Regions from separate parts of the Gossypium arboreum genome. Here region 2 is linked to region 1. The links are chromatin contacts, called in public Hi-C maps. All regions are on one chromosome and are shown on one strand. Each heading gives the region's core, a stretch centred on a gene start, on an enhancer-like site or on the middle of the called end of the contact. The rest is flanking DNA. Distances are from core to core; before and after follow the strand shown. Region 1 holds the start of LOC108478573 (myb-related protein 308-like). Region 2 has its middle 13 kb from the start of LOC108468088.

Region 1 (6,318 bases), core at 64-2,563:
TAGATCAAATGTGTTTGTATTATTATTTTGTTATTTAATTATTTTAGTACAAATCTAAATCAAAATGACTGAGGCGGCTTTGTTAGTAAGGAAGTGCCTTGAAAGGTGATGTAGAACGAAAGAGCAACGGCAACATGTTTTTCGGTTGTTTTCTTCCTTACTATCGTTTCTCGTATTTCTTAATTCGATCCTAAGCAAGATTCAGTTCCAGACACTGTTTTTGAGAGTGTTTTTAGGATTTTAATTATTAGTTCATTGAGATTGAATTATACAGTGGAGAATCTTGTAGCAGAAAATACTCAAAATCAAGAGAGAACATCAAATATGGAATCTCTTTCGCCAGGGTCATCGCCGTCAAGAAGTTTCTGGTATTCTTCAAAAATGTCGTCAAGCAAATTACTATCTCCTACGGGTGTGGCATCTGAAAACGCCTCAGCGTCAGGAAATTCTAGGTTAGTATCAGCTGCAAAGTCGGACCAATAGCTAGGAATATCAAAAACATAGGCATCATTGGTTCCTTTGCTCCCTTCACCGCTGCTAGATGACCCACTTATGAGACTGTCAAAACTGCTGCTCCTTGATATTACTGAGAATGGCGAAACCCTGCTGGCTTTTGGTTGATGCAGCACCTTTATCTCTTCTTTCTCCTCCACATTGTTGGCCTTTTGCTTCTTTTCAGTGGCTTTCTTGGCTTTACGACTGCTTCTTGTAGTTGAATTAGTTTGTGAATTATTGAGCACCCTTTTGCTGAGATGAGAATTCCAGTAGTTCTTGATTTCATTATCGGTCCTGCCTGGAAGTCTTTTAGCAATGAGAGACCAACGATTGCCCAGAAGAGAATGAAGCCTGATAATGAGGTCGTCCTCGTCGGGAGTAATGTTTCCTCGCTTGATATCAGGTCGGAGATAGTTAATCCACCTTAGTCGGCAGCTTTTTCCGCACCTAAGCAGCCCTGAACAGTGGCCACCAAACCCAAAATCAATGAAATTACAACAACTAGAGCAAGAAATAAAAATTGTAGCTGCTAATTAAGACAGATGTAGAATATTACCAGCCATTTTAGGCAAAGATCTCCAATGACCTTCTCCATGAGCCTGTATATATTTAATCAGCAATGTGTCTTCTCTGGCTGTCCAAGGACCTCGATTCAAACCTACCTTAGAACAACATGGGGCTCTTCCCATTTTTTTTTTCTTTCTTCTACGATTCCAGCCACACAATCTGAAATGATCACAAAAACCAGAAAAGAGGTGATGTAAACTCGACAGAGAGAAAGAGAGAGAGTGTGTGTGTGCGCTAAAATGAGCACATGACACTACAAAGCCGTCGCCTCCTTTTTAAAGCCATTAAAAGGGGGAACGTGAATGATCTAGAAATAGCCACATGCGTCATCCCTATTTTTTTAACCGTTAAAATATAAAATAACTAGTAGTATTCACAAATTTAAAATTTATTATTTTTATTTTTATTTTAAGGAATTTTATTTTTTAATTTTAAAATTTAGGATGAATTATTGATACTGTTAAATATTTTGTTGTTAAATTTATTGATATAATATTTAAAAAACTCATTTAGTATACATTTAACCAAAAAATAATATTTTAACAAATCTAAATTTAATAAAATAATTTTAAAATTATTAAAATTTAATCTGAATTTTAAAATTTTAAAATAAATTTAACTCTTTCAGGTAAAAATATAGAAACTTCATTTTTAAAGAGTATATATATATATATATTAAAAATACTTTTCCTTTTTAACTCATTTGTTTTTACAGAGCCTAGGAAATAAGAAAGAGTGGCAACCAAGTAGGTAAAATTCACCCGCCTAGTTCTGTTATACTATTAAATACCCTGTTTAGAATTTATAACGATTTTAGTATATTTCCTTTTAAAAAAACACTATTGTAGTATTTTTAACTATTTAAGAGTTTAAAAATATTTTATTTTTATAATTATTTTTACATATTTCGATGATAATTTCTTATTTTCATAAGATTTTACAACATAGATTTAGTTTAGATTAATATAAATAAAACTTATGTAAAATTTTACCGTAAATTAAAACCAAATAAAAAAATCATTTTAGGATTGAATTAAGAGTTAAAACATTAATTAGAGTTTGAGGGCAAAAATCTATATTAGGTTAGAGTACACTATCGTATCATATGAGTGAAAAATTTATGTAACAAATATATTTATAAAATGTTAATTTAAATATTAAATAAAGAATTAGTTTAAATAGTAAAGATATTAAAGTTATGATGTTTTGAGATAGAATATCATTAATTGTATTTTTTAGATTTCACATTATTTGAAATGATAAAAGATTCTGGGAGTAATGTTTATTATTTTATAAAAAATTTGATAATTATTCAATTGAGTTGGACTTGATTAAAGGGTGATATTAACTTAATAAACTTCTTAAATATAATTAAAAATCCTATCACACGATATCGCATGTGAAAATCATATATTTAGAATATAAAATTACGTATAAAAATAACATATAATAAATAATAAAATATACCGTTTGAAACCAATTAATAATACAATTAAAATATAAATATTATATTAAAATAAAGCTTCGCTTTAGTGGTAAAGTGGATTTGTTAGTGTAAATTGAATGAATTCAAATTCAATGGCATGAAACTTTTTATTAAGTTTCCTAAAAAATAAAAAGACTAAAATACATTAATAGTTTTAAATTATTGAAGAATATAGTGCTTTTATTTAAATAAAAATAAAAACTTTGCTTTTGCTTGTGCTTGTATTTCAACTTATGTTGATTACATAGCAATAAAATATTAATTTACTCGAAACCAAAATTTTATTTCAATATAATATTTACTTATTAATTGAATTATGCATATTTTATTAACTTTTCAATTTTATATATTAATAATGTTGTTGATTGAGTTGATCTCACAAGTAAACTCGACTTTAACTTAAGATTGATAACAACATCACGATAAACAATTATAATGAATTTAGTATTATTAATATGAGGTATTTATATAATCAAATTAAATTTATTCACAATTTAATCCTTTTTTAATTTTAATTTTGTAAATATTTTATGTGTTATTATTAACTATTTTGAGCCACACTTTTTATTATTTTTTGTATATTATTTTAAACTAACATACGGTTCTAAGTATGTAATAAAATTTGGAATATATATAAAAAGAGATTGGATGGGAGAAAAAAACAACTCATCTCATACCATCCTACTCTGTTGGCATTCCTGCACTACAGTTTGCATAGACATGGGAATCAGATATGCTCTTCCTTGGTACAAAAACACGGTAAATAATAAATGCATGCATCCAGTGATGGAGTAATTTGAGAAGAAGAGATTTGATTGGGTTGGAAAAAATGTGGTTAAGAGGAGATGAAAGAGGGCATATGTTCAACAACTTCTTATTTATCTGCCCTTCTACTTTGAACTGGCTAGTTTCCTCCACGTGCAGGACCCTGGAATCTATATATTTTGGCGCACACAAATTGCGTGCATCAAATCTTTAAACTAACAAACAAATTGGTTTGCATAGCGTATAAATAATATACCCCTCTGTCACTGTCCCAATCTATTTCCATCTCATTGACCATCAATTTAACTGCCCCATTTACTCTTTCAAACTCAAATCAGATCCCCAGTGTGTTTAGTAAGAAACATTTAATTTAACATTTCTTTGCTATCTCACTAACTACAGTCTTTGGAGTTGGTAACACAATTGGGCATATTTCTTTGTACTTGTTCATCTCATTTGAATTCTTTTATAAACAAACTAGTAATTTTTTCTAACTATAATCGTGCCTAACTCAAAATTATGTTTATATAATATTTGTTTCAGATCACATCAGATTCTATTATATCATACGCATCATCATATAATAGTTAACAGTTTTATTATTTAAATAAAAATTTCAAATGTATAAGTTTATATACCGACATTAAAAATAAATACCATATTTATTTTTACATGTTGCACAATATGATTTGCTCTATACAGTCATAGTACATCAAATATAAAGCTTTTAAGTAACTATTGAAAAATATATTTTATATTAACATGTAAGGCAAAAATGGTTGAAAACGTGATTCTAATTAACTGCAGCATTTTATTTTTACTTATATCTTGATTTAGTCCAACTTTATTTTTATTACAATATTTTCTGCATTAATTCAGTATTTTAATTGTCATGTAGGCCTAAAGGCACCTTTGGTTATAAATAAAATGCATTGAGCAGTAACAAGTTTCTTGCATATTTCTCCCCATCAAGTGTTCGTTATATTCTTATTTCGAATAACTAGTTATTTTCTCACTCTATTTTTGGAGTTTTTGAGTAAGAGCGTTGGAGATGTCGTGACGCCCCATATCTGATATTATTGTTGAGTCGAATACTTGACATTGTATTACGCTGTTAAAGCAATTCAAACTATTTCAATTGATTCAAAAGCATATAGTGAATCCGCACACTTAGTGCTATAAAATCAACTCGCACACTTAGTGCTATATAATCAAACTCGCACACTTAGTGCTGTACAAATTTTAAACCCGCACACTTAGTGCTAATCTCATGATCATAAATGTTTATACCCGCACACTTAGTGCCGAAATCAACAACTCAATACATCTCACCTCTTTTCTTTTCGTTCACTACTTTCATCACCAAATACATACATGTATATAAATTTATCATTCCATTCGGCATAATTACATAGACATCATGTCTATTTAAATCGATACAAAATATACGCTTAGTGACTTACCTTGTGTGGTGTAAAATAATTCCAAGTCGGCTACTCGATGACCTTCGATTTCCCTTGTTGGACGCCTCCTTTAGGATCTTGAGCTTAAACAAATAAATTAACTCATTCAACTGCTTTGCTACACATATTGATATTCACATTTTAATGATTTTATGACATACTGAACGGCATGGTAAAATTTTATCTTGCTACCTCATGCTCTTAGCTATTCGGCTCATAACCATATGCTATAGCCCTACTATCAATAATCCAATCACACATGCATATATATATATGTGGCCGAATGTACAAAGCATAGACTCATCATCACCTATGCTCTTACTTTGATGGCCGAATATGCATACATGAATATACACTATTAATCAATCACTAACATTGCACTTCACCTTAATAGCTAGCTTAGCAAATCTCGATTTAACACATAGTTGTTCATAACACAACTTAAGCATACTCTCCATTCCATCAATTCCAAAACTTAATGTCTTACTCAAAAATGCTAAAAAGAAAATCCAAGAGTCATCAATCCACCATCACATGTAACCTTAACAAGCTTCATATTTAACATGCAATGGCATTAACACAAAATCTACCTTGGCGAATATCATCCCCATGATATAGCAAAGTTTTGAACCATGGACTAATTAGAACTCAAGCTAGCAACTAAGAACATGCATGAATCTCATGGCACAACCTCAAACATACCTTAATCTAGATGCAAGTATGGCCAAATCTCCTCCTAATCCTCTTCCAAACCAAACATGAAGCAAAGAATCCTTCTTCCTTCCTTAGAGAATTTCGCCAAAAGATGTTCAAGGTTGAACACACACATTTCTTTTTCTTCTTTGTATTTTCTTCCTAGTTTTGGCTCAAAGAAAGGATGAACAAATTTTTCTTTCTTTCCCTTCAACTCACGGCAAAGGGGGGAAACACTCACCATCTTCTTTTTTTTTTTTGTTCCCTTTCATTATTAAATTTCCATGCTCATTATTTTATTTTTTCTTACATACACCATTGTCCCAACATGTTTTATGACATGTTTTACCCATAATCCCTTGTCATGGCGGCCACTAGCTATTAGGGGGAATTTGACATGCAAGTCCCCTTTGATTACATGCACTATTAGGTCCTTATAAATTAGCCTATCACATTTCAAAAGTGTCACACAAGTCCAAATAATCAATTCACATGCAATCGACTAAATCAAGCTTGAAATTTTCACACATTCATAAATACATATTCTAGACAATAAATATTACGTTTAAACATTTCGGTGACTCGGTTTAGCGGTTCAAACCACTTCCCGACTAGGGTCAATTTTGGCTGTCACAACTCTCCCCACTTAAGAAATTTTTGTCCCCGAAAATTTTACCGGTAAATAGGTTTGGGTATCGTTCTTTCATAGAGTTCTCGGGTTCCCAAGTAGCTTCTTCTATCCCGTGTTTGAGCCATAACACTTTCACTAGCGGAACCCGCTTGTTTCGCAACTCTTTCACTTCACGTGCTAGGATACGAATCGGTTCTTCCTCATAGCTCATATTGGCT
Region 2 (6,286 bases), core at 2,659-5,158, 490 kb before region 1:
TAATTTATCCCCACACGCCAACAATCATTTGTAACAAATATAATTATAATGTAATTTTTTCATTAAAAACAACTTTTAAAAGAAAAATTAAGAAAACTTACTAAACAATAAAAATAACTTTACACAAAATTATCTAAATATTAAAAAATATTAGCTTTAAATTAATCTTTAATCTCTTCTTAACAAATTTAGAAAGAAAAACAAACAATGCAGGGCTTTGGTTGTTGTTGTCGTGGTCTACGGAGTCAGCAATTTCAGACTAAACTTGAGGAAAAAGCCCCAGGAAATTAGGCTTTTTGAAGAAAACACAAATGCCGGCCTGACTTGAAGCACTATAAAAACTGAATGAAAAGGGCTTTGGTGATAATAACTCAATAATGTTCCAAAGGCAGTGGAGTCAGTTGCCTAACAGTACCTTAACTAAGTTTAATTATGTCAATATCTTTCAACTAATGAAATGCCAAATTGCATAATTATATAAGTTGTTACAAAGATGGGACATTTGGGTATATATAAACATACTCTCTCCAACTCATATGTGGGTGCATTGCATTAGGGAGGAAAAAAAGAGAAATAAGCAGTGGGTGGTGGTGGTGGGTCATGGATAGATTCTTCTTTAATTTTGGTTTAGGTATTGATAGATCCTCTAATGATAGGGGAAGAGTAGTCTAATTCAAATGTGCTGTTTTTCACTAGAATATCTTGTTTGTTTCTTGGGAAATCAGAGGCGGGGAAAAGTGATGAAAGGATCTCAATTCGGTATCAATGGGATTCTTTCCAAGTTTTTATACCGTTTCAGTTAGGTATATTATCATACACCAACAACAAGATTTTATTCTAATGCAACTATTTTGTATCTCAGCAACCAAATTTCTTAGCATATCTCTTGGTAGTTTCAATGTCCACAAATCACAAAGCTGTTAAAAAAGAAGTAAAGATTGTGGGTATTGAGAGATTGGAAGTTAATGAAACCAAAACTTTAAATTATTAACCATTTTTTGTTTATTAAATCAATAACTTGGTTAACATTAATGGCGCTTACATGGAATCTTAAAACCGACAACACTAACATTGATTTTTAAACAAATGTTATGATTAATGTAAGGAAAATTTAAGTACAATTTTTCAAGGTTTAGATTATTGTCTAAGTTCGAAAGTCTCCTAAAAATTTAAGATGATTTGAGTAAAAAAATAGGTTCATTTAAAATATGAGTCAAGTTCGGGTTTGAACATTCAATACCTTAGCCCCTACCAATCAAGTCCATTTTCTAAGATATTATATTATGTTATTTTTATACATTATGTAAATTACAACACAAAAAATAAATCTATACAATATATAATACTATAATGTAATATTAAGAAAATTTTAAGTTGTTATATATAAAATTTTAATAAATGAAATATATATTTATTAAAATTTAAATTTAAAATAATATAAAATTCTTAAAAATTAGTATGGACGAATCTAAAATAGACTTAAGTTAACCATTTACAAATATAAGTTTGACCAAAATTTTAAACTCATATTTCGAGTAAAACCAAACTTGAACAAATATATAATATGTTAACATTATGTTTAAATGTAACTTGAGCTTGAACTCCATTCACCATCACCATCTCAAAATTCAAGTAAATCAAATTTATTAATCCAAACATAGTTTTCTTAAAAAAAAAATAGAAGAAAGGGGAGAAAGAGAAAAGTAGGATATGGAGCTTCATCTTTCTTTGATATTCAAAAATTTAACTAATATTCCTTTACACCTTTTCCCTTCTTTTTGATTTTCATTTGATGGAATGCATTTTTAGAAATTCTCAAGAATAGTGTGAAGTTTACAACCTTGTCTACTAAGATACCCATTAACAAAGTTTAATACTAAAATTATATATTCTAGTATAAAAATGGAGGTGGAAAGATGATTAGTCTCATCAATTCAAATCTAATTATATAAAAATTAGTATTAGAACCCCCAAACCCCTAATTTTAAGTGATGGAGGGGACCCTTCAAGATTCTACTCTCCAAAAGAAAAAGTGTGACAATCATTGAAGAATGGGTAGTATTCTATTCAATCACACAATTAATCTATATATATGCTTTTGATATTTATATATATGTAGAACGGGAAATGAGTGAGTGGGAATTAGTAATTAAAGAGTAAATGTGCCGATTAAATAAGTACCATGAGACACGTTCCACTTCCAAGCTGCCTCATTAGTCAAACAGAGTTGGCTAATCATCAAACAACAAAACCAGAGGGAGAAAGAGACTATGTTTTTATAGCATTAAAATATTATTATTATTATTATTATTATTATTATTAATAATTAAAAAATCTTATACAAAATCCAAGGTTTGATCCTATTCATCACTGTATCCATTTTTATTTGTATGAGACCAGTCCAAATGAAATCAACTTTTTGGCTCAAGGTTTGATCTAGGGAAGTCTTTTTTTTCTTTTTTTCATGTTATAAATATTTAATTTTAATATTCTTAATACGGAATTTCTAACTTTTTTTTTATTGACAAAATTCTATGCATAGTACGTTCAACCTTCATACACGTTCACTTTTCTGGTCTCTTAGCTTAGAGATAATAAGTGATGGTAATAAAATCGGATATTTAATACTATTCGGGCTTTTTTAGATATAATAAAGTAGGTGAGGCAAGCTATCCTAGTTTAAGATTAAGACATAACACTGGTTTTTATTAGGTTAGAAAGTGGTGCTTATAGATTAACTATTAAAATGAGATTATTTGTAAGATTCAAATCTTTATATTTGTAAAAACATAATAAAAGTATTATAGAGGTCATTATACTACGAATCATATTGTATTTTGCATTATTTATTAAAAATTAAGCAAATTAGTTCTTATATGTTAAAGCAAAATACAATTTTATCTTTTTATTAAAATTTTATTCATTTGTATTATTAAAAAGCTGGTATGATTAACGAATAACTAGAAAGTGACACATGACATACCACATGTACCTTAGACTAATATATAAAGACCAATTTTAATAGTAGAATTAGATGAAATTTTTAATAAAGAAATTAATTTACTCTTTAACTTAACATATAAAAATTAATTTATCTATTTTAAGTAAAAATGCATATTATATTAAACTCCTATTACATAATTCTCTATAATACTTTTAGAGCTAAAATACTATTGAGTAATTGATCCATCTTATAATTTGGTTTGATTCAACAAAATTGGGTTATGAAAATAATTTCTTAAAACTCGGATATTATAGGCAATGACTTTAAAGAAATATTAACAACAAAGAAGCTGATAAAAGAGGCAGGGGGAATGCTAGTAGAGAAGTAGAATATGACGACACTTTCTTGAGCCTTGCCTTAGTGACCAAAAAGGGCTAAACAACAAAATAGAAGAAGGGAGAGAGACAGATAAAAATTTGCAGATGTAAATTAAATTATTGACAAGAGTGGGGCAGGCTGATGCAATGGAAGTCTGGAAATTTGCAGAGAATAGCAAAGATTCAGAGTTTCATGTACTGCATCCAGTGTTTTGCCTGGCGGAATCTATTGTTGGGTGTCAAATCCCTCCCCCCCCCCCCCCCGGCCACCCCATAACCATGTGCTTGTTTTGGACATATTTCATTGCCTCAAACTCGGTATGTTGGCCTGTGAATCACTTAATTATTCACTAATCACATATGTGGTTTTTCGTTTTCTCCTATGCCATCAAATTAACACTAAACAATGGACCATATGTGACACAAATTATTGGCAGTGAGGACTATCTATTTAGGCCACGCCTATGCATACCATGCCTGCTTTTTAAACTTGACAAGGAAGGCCTACAGTTTGAAATGCGCATAGTTCTTGCCCATTTCTCACTATGATTATTTCCTCTGTTCATCTTTTGCCCCCACTTTCCCAACTCTTTTTCTTTTGGCACCAACAGAAGAGCTCACAATCATCTAGCAGATAAAAAGGATTTGAGATCTCTGATCTGATGTACATCTTTTTTTGCTTAAACAAGTCACAGCATGCCAATGATCCCATGCATCAGATACTATATAATGGCACACTCTTTAAAGCGAATAGATATAAATTATTAAACTCAAACCAGCCACAATATGATCCTAAATTCCAATGCTATATAAGGACTAATATATATATATATATATGAATCTTTAACAACCCCATGCTCACCGATATCCTTAATTCCCCCACGATCAGGAAATAAGAAGCACAAGTGGCACTAATTGGTGCTTACAAGGGGAAACTATTGTGAAATAATCATATAAAAAAGCCATGAATTTTCTAGTAACAAAGAAATTGCATTTGTGGAGAAGGAATATAAGGTCATACTCAATCAAGGTCCCTCCCATGGGGGGTGGTGGGCGCTTGATGAAGTGCTCCAAAAAGCTGAGTTTTCCTGACTATCTTTTTCCTTTTCTGTATTAATAATCTTTAGAGTACCCCCACCCTTTATTTATTTTTTTATTTTCTTTTTTATCAAAAAATAAAAACTATGACAGATTACAAGCAGCCAACGTGCCATTAATAAATCATCGACACTTTTGCTTTTATTATATAAGCTCAGCTTCATTCTATGCAGAGACGATGAAGAGTACATTTAAACCATATCTCTTTGTATTTAATATATGTATATTGTGTAATTAATTTCATGATTGAAAAGTGGTATTTTTTTTAGTTACTTAATTATCATTTTGATTAAAGATGCACTAATTTAATTATAATATTATAAAAGCTCATCCATATAAGAGCCAAAAATTAACCCACAATCCCACATGTGAGTGCATGAGTGAGTGAGATGTGGTATTTTGATAGATTGAGTAGTTTGTTAATTAAGAAATTAATAATGAAAGGATTTGAGTTGGATGCTAGGTATGCTAGAATTAAATAAATAAAGAAAAAATTATTATGCTGTTATTAATCAATTTGCAAGCTGAACTTATAAAAAGAAAATAACTTGTATTCTTTTAAATATTTTTGTAACTGAAACTTTAATTAAAGTTTTAGAAGGCACAGAAATCGCCTCTAAGGTATAAAACGGAACTGTAAATGAAGTTTAGTCATAACATGAGATTTGCTTAGTGAATTGAACTAATTTTAGAATTGTTGTTTTTACTTGACAATTTTATTCTTAATTAATTATATAATTCTCACATGTTTGGATAATCGTTGTAATTAATAAGTCTCATCGATTTGGATGTATTTGGAGTACCCTAATTACACTTTCTAATTCTTAGAAGAGGGTGAGAATTAGAGTAATTACTTAGATAATTACACTCAAATCCTATTTTATACACGTTATAAAAATTATATTATAAACATGAACGTATATAATTATTTAGGATGGTTATGGTAAAAAAATTATATATATTACAACCTAAAATTATATTATTTATATCTCAAAATTTTCTAAAATTTTGACAAAAAGTTTATTGTAAAAATAATTTATATGTTATAAAATTGTTATAATATATATTTATAAAAGTTATGACTAAAAAGTTTTGACGTAACTTATTTATGTGTTTGTTCTATATCTTATAAAAATAATATAATTATTCATGAAATTGTAGTTTTTTAAGTCATAATTATTTATAAAATAATAATTTCCTAAAGTTATGATAAAAATTATATTATTTATAAAAATGTTATGAAAATTTTGAATAATTTATAAATTTTGTTATAAAGATTACTTATTATAAATATTTTATTTTTACTTAATTTACATATTATAAAAAAGATATAATGTAGCATAAGTGTTTATCCAAATTAAGTTGATATAAGTTTTATAATTAAATTTATAGATTGTTTGGACTATGAATCCAAATATTATAAGGTGCTAATTATGCAAATAAGTAAGATTTTCCTGCACCATATTATGGGATATGATATCATTTGAGAGAATGGTGTCAAGCACAAGTACTATAAATAGCTCGCAAATTTTTTAATTGAAGACATTTAAGGCTTCAAATTATGGTTGAGAAGACATTTGTTGTTTTAAAAATATTTTTCATATTAACACCACCACCGTAATATAACATAAAAATAATGTTAGATCTTACTAGCATGTTTTATATTTTATAACTTCAATCATAAGTGGAATTGAGATAATCCGTACTTCGAAGAGTACATGGGAGAAAGAAATATTGATAATTTTAACGATTCATATTCAAATTCAGATTATGACAAACTCAATCAAGAACCAACAGACGAGCATAAGAAGCATATACTAAATATTAAAGAGGAATAACCAAAAAATATGCACTAGAATAATGAGAT

Evidence for each region. Hi-C and Micro-C count contacts between places; a contact is called where the count stands out from the background.
Region 2: a Hi-C map of leaf shows a contact between it and region 1, with 2.3 times the contacts expected there. The contact joins the enhancer-like site here to the promoter of LOC108478573 in region 1. A contact is called at or near these places in 2 of 5 Hi-C or Micro-C datasets (both in leaf).

What each region holds. Positions count from the first base shown.
Region 1 is chr8:46,372,376-46,378,693 of ASM2569848v2, reverse strand. It overlaps LOC108478573 (myb-related protein 308-like), which reads right to left and starts at 1,313. Exons shown (of 2, transcript XM_017781037.2): 1 at 1,052-1,313; 2 at 218-952. The coding sequence starts at 1,184. The coding sequence ends at 306.
Region 2 is chr8:46,862,788-46,869,073 of ASM2569848v2, reverse strand. No RefSeq gene overlaps it. Among protein-coding and RNA genes, the nearest start is that of LOC108468088, 13 kb to the right of the region's middle. Within about 2 kb of position 3,908, at least 2 of the 2 cell types and tissues checked have an H3K27ac peak or open chromatin away from gene starts, as enhancers often do. A contact at or near this core is called in leaf, where this site is marked.